Linked DNA regions of Columba livia: region 2 is linked to region 1. A link is a contact called in public Hi-C data. All regions are on one chromosome and are shown on one strand. The core of a region is the stretch at or near the end of the contact, and the rest is flanking DNA. Distances in the headings are between cores, read along the strand shown.

What was found. A called contact is a pair of places that touch in the nucleus more often than the background predicts.
Region 2: a Hi-C map of crop shows a contact between it and region 1, with 2.2 times the contacts expected there. The contact joins the promoter of BNIP1 here to the promoter of NEURL1B in region 1. A contact is called at or near these places in 2 of 2 Hi-C or Micro-C datasets (crop and liver).

The regions. Positions count from the first base shown.
Region 1 is chr14:2,647,171-2,653,032 of bColLiv1.pat.W.v2, reverse strand. It overlaps NEURL1B (neuralized E3 ubiquitin protein ligase 1B), which reads left to right and starts at 2,944. Exons shown (of 5, transcript XM_005509458.3): 1 at 2,944-3,083. The coding sequence starts at 3,041.
Region 2 is chr14:2,803,969-2,810,367 of bColLiv1.pat.W.v2, reverse strand. BNIP1 (BCL2 interacting protein 1) reads right to left here and starts at 4,909. Exons shown (of 6, transcript XM_021297213.2): 1 at 4,770-4,909; 2 at 4,588-4,680; 3 at 4,347-4,438; 4 at 3,460-3,561; 5 at 2,623-2,741; 6 at 1-571. The coding sequence starts at 4,850. The coding sequence ends at 375. It overlaps CREBRF (CREB3 regulatory factor), which reads right to left. Exons shown (of 10, transcript XM_065029526.1): 10 at 6,269-6,399.

The DNA.
Region 1 (5,862 bases), core at 1,695-4,194:
GGTGAGGTGTGACAGTTTATGTGAGCTAAAGCTTTCTTTGCTGAAGGCTTTTGGTTCCAAGCCAAGAACTTATGCTGAGGGCCAGTGCTGCCCAACAGCTGCTTGGTGGTCTCGGCGTGAAATGAGCTGGTGAACCTCAGCTTAGTTCCCAGCGGAGACAGATGTTCATGTTTTAAAAAATCATTACCATGGTCACTGCTAGCCAGGCTGCTTCTTGGCAACAGGAGAATAAGGAGCTTGATTAAGCACTGAAGAATAAAAAAGCCTTTCTTCAGGTCAGGATGAATAAATTTTGGCTCCAAATCTTCTTGGAAATCTGTGCTCTTTATGATATTGCAACTCTGCAAAAATGTTATGAAAATGTAGCCTAATCAGGCTTTCATCCAAAGCATGACATTGACACAGGAAGAATAGAGGATTATGCAGGGGCTATTTTGGGCAATGTGATGCTGGCTAGCCCTTTGTCTGTTCAAGACACTGTTGAACGTTACAGGCCAGTTTTAAACACCAACCACACAACCTCCCTGAGCAGCGTTATCCCTCCCCTATGGAGTGAAGCTGCATGGAGAGGTTGAAGTGATTTGACAACAGCTCTTCCAAGCAAACAGACAACCTCTGTCAGAAGGTCATCTGAACCTCAGCTCTGTGCCGTGACCAGCAGATGAAGCAACACCTCCCGAGAGCCCGTCCCAGGGGCTGGGTGTAGATCGGCAGGGGGCTGAATGGGAAAGAGCCACACACCCCTCCTGCATCCTCCTCTTGGGGTTTGTATCTCTACCCCTTGGAGCAGAGCTGTCAGGGTCCCTCCAGCCTCCTCTGTCTGGCTGAGTGACACAGTGTAACCTGCTTATGGTTTCTCCTTCTCCTGGGGACAACCTGGCAGTGGCTAGAACAGGGGTGGGAGAAAATGTAGATAAAAAGAGGCTGCTCTTATCACTTGGGAAATGTTTGCCAGGACAGCAGGGACTGTGTTCCTGGCCCAGCCGCCCAAAATGAGATGGTTGAGTAGTGCTGTGTGCTGAGTGTGCCAGCCGCCCAGCTCTGAGGCTGCTCTCCTTGGCACCGGGGTCATCACCGGGCAGTGGGTGATTCTGCACATGCTGCCTCTGCAGGCAGGTTCCCATCGCACCTGCTTAGGTGGAAGCAACTTCCCTGTTATTAGAGGGCTGGGAAAGCTGCTCTGTATGCTACTCGCCCTCCTCAGGAATGAGAGTGTGTCTAAGTGTTTTCTGGGAATAAACAGAGCAAGACACCTCCTCCCTTTTGCTTTGAGAAAGTCTGAGAAATCAATGCCCTTCTGTTGTAACGGCTGGTGTTACTCAGGGCTGCAGCTCGCGTCCTGCCACCAGTCCCAACTTGCTCAGGAACTACTGTGAACACTCAGCAGTTCTTCTGGATTGTGCGGCTGTTATTATTGTTGGTACGAGGGTTATTATTAGAAAACCAAGCCACGCTAATGATCCTAAACCTGGTGACGAGGTGACTAAAAACTGCCACGTGTGAGGAGAGCACTGTCGGCTCGGAAGGTTGCTCGAGTACCAGAGCCCCTGCCGTGTTGCTCTCACCTAACGGAGAAGATAAAAAGTGCATTAGCAGCCAGATAAGGAGTCTCTGCATGGCACACTCACTCTGCTGCTCACACTCAAGGAAGACATCCCTTCCTCAGCAGGGCTCTCCACACATAACCGTGGTGTCTGATAAGATGTACTGGCATGGAGCAGGGAAGGCAGCAGAGCCCCTGCAAAGGCATCACTGCTGCTGTTCTCCTGGACTCAGCTCGTTCCCAGGCTCAAAGCAGCAACATGCTTGTCTGCGCATCGTGTTCCCATTATTTTGTCTGTGGTTTTGAGGGCAGGATGTGTCTTAATCTGCATCTAAACAATTTGAAGCTGCTAGCACCCAGTGATGATGTTCTGGATGCAGCTGTGGAAGATGAAATCGGCACTGGGATAAACGGTGGCCTCCCTACTGTCATTTTCCTTCATTCTCTCTGTTATTCCCAGGGCTGCTGTGACAGTAGAAAGACTCAGGAACCTTAAGCCTTCTGTTTTGCTCATTAAATTCCTCTGAAATCCACACCAGTCCTCTGCAAAGGATAAGAGCAAATGAAATAATGGGGAACACAGTGCCTCAGGGGCAGTGGGACTCATCTCTACTATAAATCTCCCAGCTTGTGGCACCAGAGGACCACACACTTTCTGAGATGGGGAAGAAATCTTCACCCTGTGATGTGATAGAGGCGTTTCCCTGCTCTTGGCCCTTTCCTAGAAGCAGCTGTGTATCAGCACACAGCTGCACACTAGTGAAGATTACTGCTGTGGACCACTAGTCTGCACTAGTGCTGTCTTTTAAATTTTTTTTAAAGTCTTTTTAGGAAAGGAAGCATTTCTAGTATGTTACTTTTATCAGCATTGTGCAGGGACCATGGAGAAGCCTCATGTCTGTAGCCCGTTCATTGAAAATGTCAAGGCATGTGAGACCGCTATTGGGCTGGTGGGGGCACAGACAACCGGTCTGTATGGATTGGTGCGAGTACACATGTTAAAAGAACCGCCTTTATAGGCTGGCAGGGGAGCATGACCACAGACACCTAGGTTTTACCGACTGACGAGAGTGCACGGGTGAAGTACCTCCCTTTGTCGGTTGCCATGGGTGCGAAACATCCCTTTGCGGGATGACATGGCTGCAGGCACCTCCCTTTACAGCTGAGGTCGGTGCTTTGGTGCGGGCTGACACCCACGCGGACACCTCTCCAGTGCAGGCGGCCGGGGGTGCAGACACCGCCCCTCCTGCCGGAGAGGAGCCGGGGACCCTGATGAGCCCAGCCCAGCCCAGCCCAGCCCAGCCCAGCCCAGCCCAGCCCAGCCGAGCAGCTCCGCTCCGCTCCGCCCCTGCGGCCCCGCCCGCGCCCGGCGGTTGGCGGTGGCGGTGCTGGGCGGGACGGGCGGCAGCTTCGAATCGACGGGAGCGCGGGGCTGCCCGGTCACCTCCTGGTCTCTTGCCGTCCGCTTCCCGCCGTCCCGCTCCGCTCCGCCCGGCCATGGGGAACGCTGAGTCCGTCCTGCGCAGCGCCGCCAGCATCGGTAAGTGCGGGGCCGAGCGTCCCTGCTCCCCGGGACGGAATGGGACGGAGCCGGGACGGGACCGGTCCGGCCTTTCGCTCCGCGCTGGAGCTGCCGCATGCGGGGAGCGCATAGCTGTGCTGTGGGCTTGACAAAACCAAATAACCCACAAAGGGGCCGCCCCGCGTTGTCCCGCAGGGTGGGGAGGATGTGGCGGTGGCATCGGTGACACGCGTGTTGACAGACAAAGTGCTTGTGCTTGGACCCGCTGAGCTACGGTCGTGCCGCAGAAAGAATGTGTATGCAGTGGTCTGAGTTCCTGCTCGTTACCGAGCTCCAGAGAGCGCAGCGTGTGCGGTTTGTTTCCTTTCTCTACCCCCAGCAAGAACGGTGGCGATCAATGCACTTTCATCCTTTGCAGTCGCTGCCCGAGCAGCAGTGCTGCCAAATCCACCTGCTGTAATTCAAAGTCCTTCGTTCCAAAATTGTCTGCCAATCCCAGCTCGCAGGCCAGGAAAACAGACCTGGGAAAACAAACGGGTTTGTGCTGGCCCTGCAGCCGGTGTCAGGTTCTTGTTGCCTTTTATGCGTCTTGTGAATGTCCAAAGAGGCCAACAGTCGGCAGCCTGGTTGGCTGGATTTGAAGGGAGCTGATAACTGAACGCAGCCAACCGGTACAAGGTGCCAGCACTCCAGAATGGAAATAATCCTGGCTGGGAATAAGAAAAGTCTTGGGTAACATCTAAACTAAAAGTGAAGCATCATCATTGTTACCAGTATTGCTATACAGTAGTGAGTTTCAACAAGACTGAACTTGTTCCTCGTTAATCTCCCCTTGGCTCCTGGCCTTTAGGATCTGCATATTGTTTTCCAGATGTGTGTGACCTGCTACAGTTTCATTTTGAAACAAAACATTGTCATTCTTCACGCCTGATTCTTAATGGCAATGTTAGAAATTTGATCAATTTTTCAGGCATTGTTCTGATTTAATTACTTCTTTCAAAATATTTTAAGTACTTAGTTTTGTTTTCTCTTCCTTTGGGGAAACCCAAAATATTTTGCTACTGGAGTACTGTCGTTTATTTAATGTGTAAATTCAGTGCTGTGATGTGCAGCAGGGTGACCTGTGAGGGTGCACTCCTGGGTGCTGGTGGCTGAACCTCCGTACAAGTGTGTGGGGCACAGAGGTGAGGGAAAGGTCTCTCTGGGGCTGGGCTGGGAGCGTTTGGAGCATGAGTTTGCGTTGCCCACCTCTCTTCTGAAGGGCAAATGTGTTTGCAGAAATCCAGCTGTCGAGCAGGTTCACGCTGATGCTGCGTGCTACCTACTGCACAACAAGGGATGCAGGGCAATGCAGAGTAGGACTTGGGCGTCTAAATCTGCAGTAAGTACTTCTCATTTCAGGAAATTAGTAATTGCAGGCAGAACTTTTAAGCCTTGTTTCCTACTGGCTATTGCTCTCAGGTGTGTGGGGCAATAGTGAGTTCAGGAGAGTATGTACCTTAAGGGAGGGTCTCAGCTGTTCTGCAAGGTGTTGTTAGCTCCTGTGGGTTAAGGGCTGATCGTATTACTAATAAATGAATGCTTTGGGTGCAGGAAATACTCTGCTGTAGTGGGTTCTCATGTTTCTTGTATTTCTTTCTCCTGGAGTCTGCTAATACTGTGTTTGGTTTTGGGGCAGCCAGTCACCACCAGATTTGTATGTTTGCTGTGTAACGGAAGAGTATTTTTAACTGACGAATAACTGTGATCCTTGGTGTTGGGTTTTGTTTTGAAATCCAAACATCAAGTCTTTGGTTATAAAGGCAGTTTTCTGCAAAACAGTACCCAAGACAACATTTTAGAAGTTAGTGCGCTATCAGGCAAGTCAGACCTTGATAATACATTATAGCAATGGTTACTGCTGCACTCGTGTTTGCTTAATAGATAAGGTAAACAAATGCACTTGGTGGTAGTTCCAGTATTGGCTACAAGGATTTTAACCAAGGTGGAATTAATTGTCAAGGACTGAGAAAGAATATATATAAATTTCAGCCTGCTCTCAATGCGAAGTGGTCTCTTCATTTGCACAGTACAGTCATCAGAAATCAGAGAAATCACTTCACAAAGCCAATAGCCCCACCTGTGTCCCAGTTCCAAAACCTCAAGCTGATTTATGTACCTTTCCCATTGCTGAAGTATCTGCTGTGCCCCCTTCCCATGCTCAAGCCACCCACCTTCTCTGATGGAGCTTCCATGGAGCTGCTGCTGCAGCCTCTGCAGCCTGAGCTCTGTTCGGGATGGGCAGATTTCAGTGTTTACCAAATGTGAACGAATCCAAGCTGCTGAGCACCCCTTTTGCTGGGATCCTGTGCTGCTGGCATCATTCTCAGTCTGCACCGAAGCTGTGCAGAGACCATGTGCTCTGGCCAACAGCTTGGGAGTTCTCCAGCCACAATAGGACTTGGAGTCCTACCTGATTTGCTGTACTTTGGATGTAAAATAATCCCCACTGGAAGGGCTAATCTCTCAGGGATGAGAAAAGGAATATATAATCTCTCTAAGAGTAAGTGTGTTACTGCTGTGGCTAGAAACTTTGCTCCTCTGTAGCCTTCACTGAAGTGACTTGAGTAAAGTAATCTTATTTCAGGGCCAAAGCCCACATTGGTCCCAGGGTATCCATAAAACTCAAACAATATTGGGTAATCATTTAACTACTTGATTTTTCACCCAGTGCTGTGATTTTCTGGTTCTGCTGAGGCAGGGTAGCAAGAGCTTTTTTTCCTCTTAGTTACGTCTGGAGTACCAGCGATTGGGCAGA
Region 2 (6,399 bases), core at 3,660-6,159, 160 kb before region 1:
AGCACCTTACAAAGCAGCTTCCAGTTCAAGCCAAGGACAGGAGTTAATTTCAAGGCAAAACAAAGAGAGGTTCAAAGTCAAGACTAACACCTCTGAGTGCCCAGTTCCTCAAGTGCTTGTCTGGTTCACTAAACTTACAGGCAAATGGGCCTTTCTTCTTTCCCCGCCTTGATCTACCTGCTTCTTCCCAACTCATGGTCACTCAAGCTCTTCTTAGGCAGGTCGCAAGCTCCACGGGAACAGTATAAAGTCACGCTTGCTCTAACGCTCTCTCAGCTATTGCAATATCCCTTTATTATTTTACTGAAAAGCCTTATCGTTATTATGCCATCTCTTCCTGATCTTTTGTAATAGTTCAGTTTAGCTTTGGAATTTTATAAAAACGGGAAGAGTCTTTTTTTCAAGATATAGAGCACCGTGGCCAGGAATAAGGCAAGAGCCAGGAAGATGAGCAGCTTGTCCGTCAGCTCCCTGCGGTTGTACTTTGTTATCAGCTTGCGCCCCAACTGAATCGTCCCAGACATGGACTTGAATTCTTCATTTGCTTCCAGGATGGTTCGTGAAGAATTGGCTGAAATTAAGAGGAAAGAAAAAAAATCAGCTGGTTGTGCTTCAAAAATACATGATAAAGGACATAAGGACGTGATATTTGGCAATATAGTGCCTGTGAGATCCTTCTGGGTCAGACTGACTTATGGGCAAGACAAATGACGACTGTGTTCTTGCAGCAGCTTTCCCAACTCAGCAGTCCTGATGTGCTCAGGAACAATGCAAAGCAAAATAACAGCACCGAACAGCTCTACAGCCCTACATCTTATTCCTCAACTTTTAGGTTACCTGATCAAATCTAGTTCACTTTTTTAATGAACAAAGTCAGTGCCACTTGAGAGCTCCCTGGAAACAGAGGGAAATAAGAGCAGTGCTATAAACACCAATTTAAGAGAGAGGAATCACCATCCCTGCTGTTCTACACATCAGTTCCACCAGCAGCAGCATAAGTGCATATTTGCGTATATCAATTGCACAGCTGAAACTCCCCCAGGCCAGAGCAGTAAGTCAGTGAGATTCAGATGGAGTTGCACAAAGTGAAAAAGTAGCACGCAGCAGTAAGACATCCTTAATTATCCAGCTCAAACAATTTAAACAGGTATTTTGGTTAATTTTTTATAAACATGTACATTTTTCCCCTAATGAAAAAGAGAAAATCAACTAGAGGAAAAGTGTGTTCATTGGTCTCAAATAAAGACAGAATCCGAGAATGTGCCAAACCAGCAAGATGGAACATCAGTCCCTTTCAACTTCTCTTTCCCTGTGAGAACAAACTCACCCCCCGAGCTCCTCGGCATTCCTCCCTTCACACTCCCAAATGAAAGCAAAAGTCCAGGAGTCCCCTTTTTCTTGTATTACGGAATGCACACCCTGTACAACAGTGAATGCTGGTATATCCCTCTACACTGAACTGATTGATTAAACAAAGTTCAAACTCCAAGTATATTGTCTGGTTGACAAAAGCAAGCGCAGCAGGAGTCTGTAATATTTTGCAAACCATTATGTCCCATCTTAGAGTGAAAACATAAAACTTGTTTCCCATCATTAATGGCAGAGCAGAGCTTCCCTGCCTCACAGCCACATATATTCACTGCATACTAAGGAAGGACTTGCTCAGAAAAAAAGGGAAATGTTAACTACTGATGCTGAATTTGCAGCTGGGTTTTGCAAATGACCTTTGGTAGTTTTTCCCTTGACGAACTCCAAGTGCTGTTCAGTCAGAAACAGGGTGACAAAGTGTCTGCCAAACTGTCTTTTTAAAGGGAGAAGAAACATGCTACTTGTGCATGAACAAAGCGTGCCCAGCTGCCATCCTCCGACGGGGGCAGAAAACAAGGAGGGCAAAAGTTGCGTTATTTATCTTCATCTTTAGAACTGTTCTCCCTCCTGCCCAAAAGCACGGCCAGTAAGAGGCCCAGGCAACACAGATCCAACTTCTAAATGCTTCATGAATCACCAGTTCTGACAGGTCGCTTGATTTATTGTCTTAGGAGCCGAAGCCAAAGAAGCGGGTGAAATCTTGGTTTCACAGTCCCTGATGCGCTGCTGACAGAGCAAGTGACCTCGGGTTCATGTCACTTGATCTCCTCGTCTCCCAGTCATCCCAGCTGGAGATGGGGTGAAAGGAGCCCTCCGGCTGCACTAACTTTCCTCTGTGTACAGACTTGTACCGACTTTTATTTTCTCTGTTTCCACACGGACGCCAGGCCAGCAGCGCAGAGCGACACCAAACGTGCTTCCAGCACTGCGTGAACTCACGCTGCTTTTACGATTGCTCTCATAAAAAACTAGAACAAGAGCTCTGCAGCCTGCGCCCTTCTCCTTGTTTATTCGTAATCATGAAACAGAAACTCCAGCAAACAATTCCACAAAACATACGTTATTATTTTCAGTTTATGCCAAACTGTGAGAGGCGTGCTGCTGGACGGTCCTTTGATTATCATCGTGGTAAGGGCAAAGCAGGTTTCCACCACGCTAAACACCGCGTCGGTTTGCCTCTCCACAACCAAAAAGAACTGGTGAAAAGTGCTTCAGTCATCCAGTCCACACCCAAACACCCCAAACCATGTGTACCTAAGGTCTGCACCGTCTCCTCACTCTGCTGGACTTGCTGTGACATCATCCTGCTGATGCTCATCAGACTCTCCGTGATGTTACTTGCACTCTCTGCCAGACTTTCCTTTGTGCTCTTCCTGATATAGGGAAACAATAAAGCAGGAAGGGATAAAATCACAGCTCTGGGTACGGCAGGGAAAATGCTGCTGGCAGGGAGCTTAGATCAGAGCTTGGCCCCAAACACCTCTGCCACTATACAAAACACACAACCAGTTTTTACTGCATGAGAAATTCAGGTTACCTTCACTAAGCTATTAAAAGAAATCACAAAATATTAAAGTCATGAGGCAAACCAACTGCCGGCGGCTCAGATGTGGGCCCCTGTTATTCACCCACGACTGTACAATTTCACGGGCTGGCATGGAAGCACTGATACAAACTACCTTGGGTATCCCATTTGTTGCGTGACAATACTAAACAGGCCAGTTTTTCAATACAGAAATTACACAAGCTTACATCCAGTTTTGCACATAAAACGAGCTTATATAATGATCAATTACCTGTTTATGACGCTGACAAGAATTAATGTAAGAAATATACTGTAAAACTATGAAGCCTATCTTATCCCCTTTTCCACTTGGACGTGACAATGCCAAGAAAACCTGAAATTAACACAATCCTTAACACTTTAAATCTCCACAAAAGATACAGGCACTCACAAAAGAAAAGCTACAAGACACAATTAAGCTCCAGATACAATTAAATAACTTAAAAACATTATGTCACTTCCATTTAAAGCTAGTGAATACAGTATTGTGTTTAAATCTCAGCTCATGCAGTGTGATGGTCCAATACCTTTGCCTGAAGGAGTCTCTTCCCTGCAGCAGCTGATCTTTCTCAGAGTTGTCGATAGCAATTTTACAAGCCAGATTTGCCTTTCTCCAAGCGGCCTGATTGCTGAAAGCACAAGAGCACAATGTTGTAGGACGATGGCAACACCTTGCAAGTTAAAACAATTTCCACAAAGCAAACACCACTGTAACTGAGCACCCCAGACATGTGCATGGACTTCATATAGAATCATTTCGGTTGGAAAAGACCCTCAGGATCATCGAGTCCAACCATAACCTCACTGCAGCACTAACCCATGGCCCTGAGAGCCTCATCTAAACGCCTTTTAAACCCCTCCAGGGATGGTGACTCCAGCACTGCCCTGGGCAGCCTGTTCCAATGCCCCACAGCCCTTTCTGGGAAGAATCTTTTCCTGATATCCAATCTAAACCTCCCCTGGTGCAACTTGAGGCCGTTTCCCCTTGTCTTCTCACTTGCTACTTGGGAGACGAGACCAACCCCCTCCATGCTCCAACCTTCTTTCAGGCAGTTGTAGAGAGTAATGAGGTCTCTCCTCAGCCACCTTATTATACAACAAAACAACAATATGCTGTCCTGTCATTTCTTCTTGTAGGTGTATCATTTACAGAGCGAGGGGAGCAGAATACTGTGCCAGCTGCCAAATGTCACCCTCAAGTCACCTCCTTACATGATCAGCGGCTCAAAGCGTCAGACCACAGCTACGGAGACAGAACAGGAGAGCAAAGAAGAAAGGACTCCTGCCCTTTCCATCCTGATCCACTCTTGGTGTTGAGCAAAGCAGCATCATGTCAGCAACAGCATTTCCAAACCTGCAACCGCTGTGCGGCAGTTCGGGATCTCTGCTCACAGGGACCCGCTGCCCGGCCCACCTGAGCATTTGTTTCTTGTGATTTTCCACTTCCCGCAGTAACGCCTGTTTCTCCGACTCTTTATCTTGCTCCTTCGCCATCTGTTCGAGCTCCTGGACGGCAAGAGAAACACGGAAACCTGATAAAACCTGATCAACACCTGCTGCCACCTGCAACCCGCAGCCCGCGCCGAATTCACGGCGGATCGACCCGCTCAGCGGGACCCCGCGGCCTCCCCGCCGCCCCCGGCCGGGCCCCTCACCTGGATGCGGCCGCGGAGGTGGCGGAATTTCTCCTTCACGGCGGCGTTGAGCTCGGTGAGGGCGCTGAGCGGCCCCGGGCAGTCCCGGATGTCCTGGAACACAACGGCCCGGTGAGCGCGGCCGGAGCTCCACGCCCCGCAGCCCTGGCAGGGGGAGGGGGGGAGTCCCGCCGCGGTGGTACCTGCACGGCCGCCTTGATCTCCAGGTCGAAGCGGACGATCTCCTGGTTGCAGACCCGAACGGGCACGGCGGCCGCCGCCATCTTGGCGGGGGAGAGGGCGCGTTCCGGCTCGCGGGCGCCCCCTGCGGGCTCCGGGAGCGCACGGGCCGCAGCCGCCGCCGCGGGGCCCGGGGCGCTGAGGGGCCGGTGGCGCTGAGGGGCCGGGGGCGCTGAGGGGCCCGGGGCGGCAACCGGCTGCTCCTCGGCGGTGACACCCGCCGTGACACCCGCGAGAAGCGATGACAACATCAGGGCCTCAGCAGCCGCAGTTTTGTAGAAAACGGTCATCTTGGCAATAGAATAAGCCCAGGCAGGATCTCTCAGCAAAGCAGATTTTATTAACCATTTTGCAAGACCAGGTGTTCTGCCTAAAGGTGGGCGCATGGAATAGGGCAAAAATTGACAATCAATGATAAGGGGCAATAGATACAAACTGGAACACAGGAGTTTCCACTTAAATTTGAGAAGAAACTTGTTCCCAGTGAGGGTGCCAGAGCCTGGCCCAGGCTGCCCAGGGGGGTTGTGGAGTCTCCTTCTGTGCAGACATTCCAACCCGCCTGGACACCTTCCTGTGTAACCTCATCTGGGTGTTCCTGCTCCATGGGGGGATTGCACTGGGTGAGCTTTCCAGGGCCCTGCCAACCCCTGACATTCTGGGATTCTGTGAAAAAGCCCCTGCTTGTACCACCCCAATCCCGGTGCAGATTCCCTCCCCTGCTCCCCATCGGCTGGTTCTGCAGGGTTTACAGACCACCCGACCCTGCCTCAGTTTACCTGTCTCATTCATCCAATTCTAACAACCCACTCCCCTTACTGATATATTTACGATACAGATTCCTGGCTCTTTGGCTACCCTTCCCCCTAGATTAACTTTTAAAATACAGGAATCAGTTTGCATTCCGGGGTTAGTTTGAAGAGACTTTGTTTTACATTAAGGATTCACAGCCTGGTGTCTCTCGGTCCTTCCCCGCGCTAGGTTCCTAGCTTTGTACAAACAACATTCCTCCTTCAATGGGTCCTCACGGTCTCATACCCAACAGACCTGCCGAGGGTTCTGGGGGGACAGGCCTGGGCGACGGGGCCATTGACCCCCAGCAGCTGGAGGATGTGTCAGTGCGAGGGGCTGGGGGACAGCGGGAGGGACCGGAGGGACCTTCCCAACCTGCGAGGCCACACCACGGCCCTTGGGCTTCCCCAGGAGCTGGTGCCGTGTCCTCCCGCTCACACCAACCCCGGCTGGACAAAGCCAGCGGGTGCTGGAGCCCATTTCCATGGCCACCGCACAAAGGCGAAGCACCTGGTGGGTCACAGCCCAGGTTCTCCATGCAAACTGGGAGCAAGTTCTCCCCTCAGCGACCTCTGAGCCCTTCCAGAGGCCGCTTGCCAGCGATACCAGGAGATCGAGGGCATTTACTTGCAGGGAACACTCGCCGTTCTCCATCACTCCACACATACAAGGATTAGAGACGGTATTTCCTCCACAATTTTTATTTTAAATTACAAAGGATGTTGCATACATTGATGAATTTGTATCTGGACAGAAGTGCTAGAGATCAAGGGTGACAGAGTAAACAAAGTCAATAGTTTAATT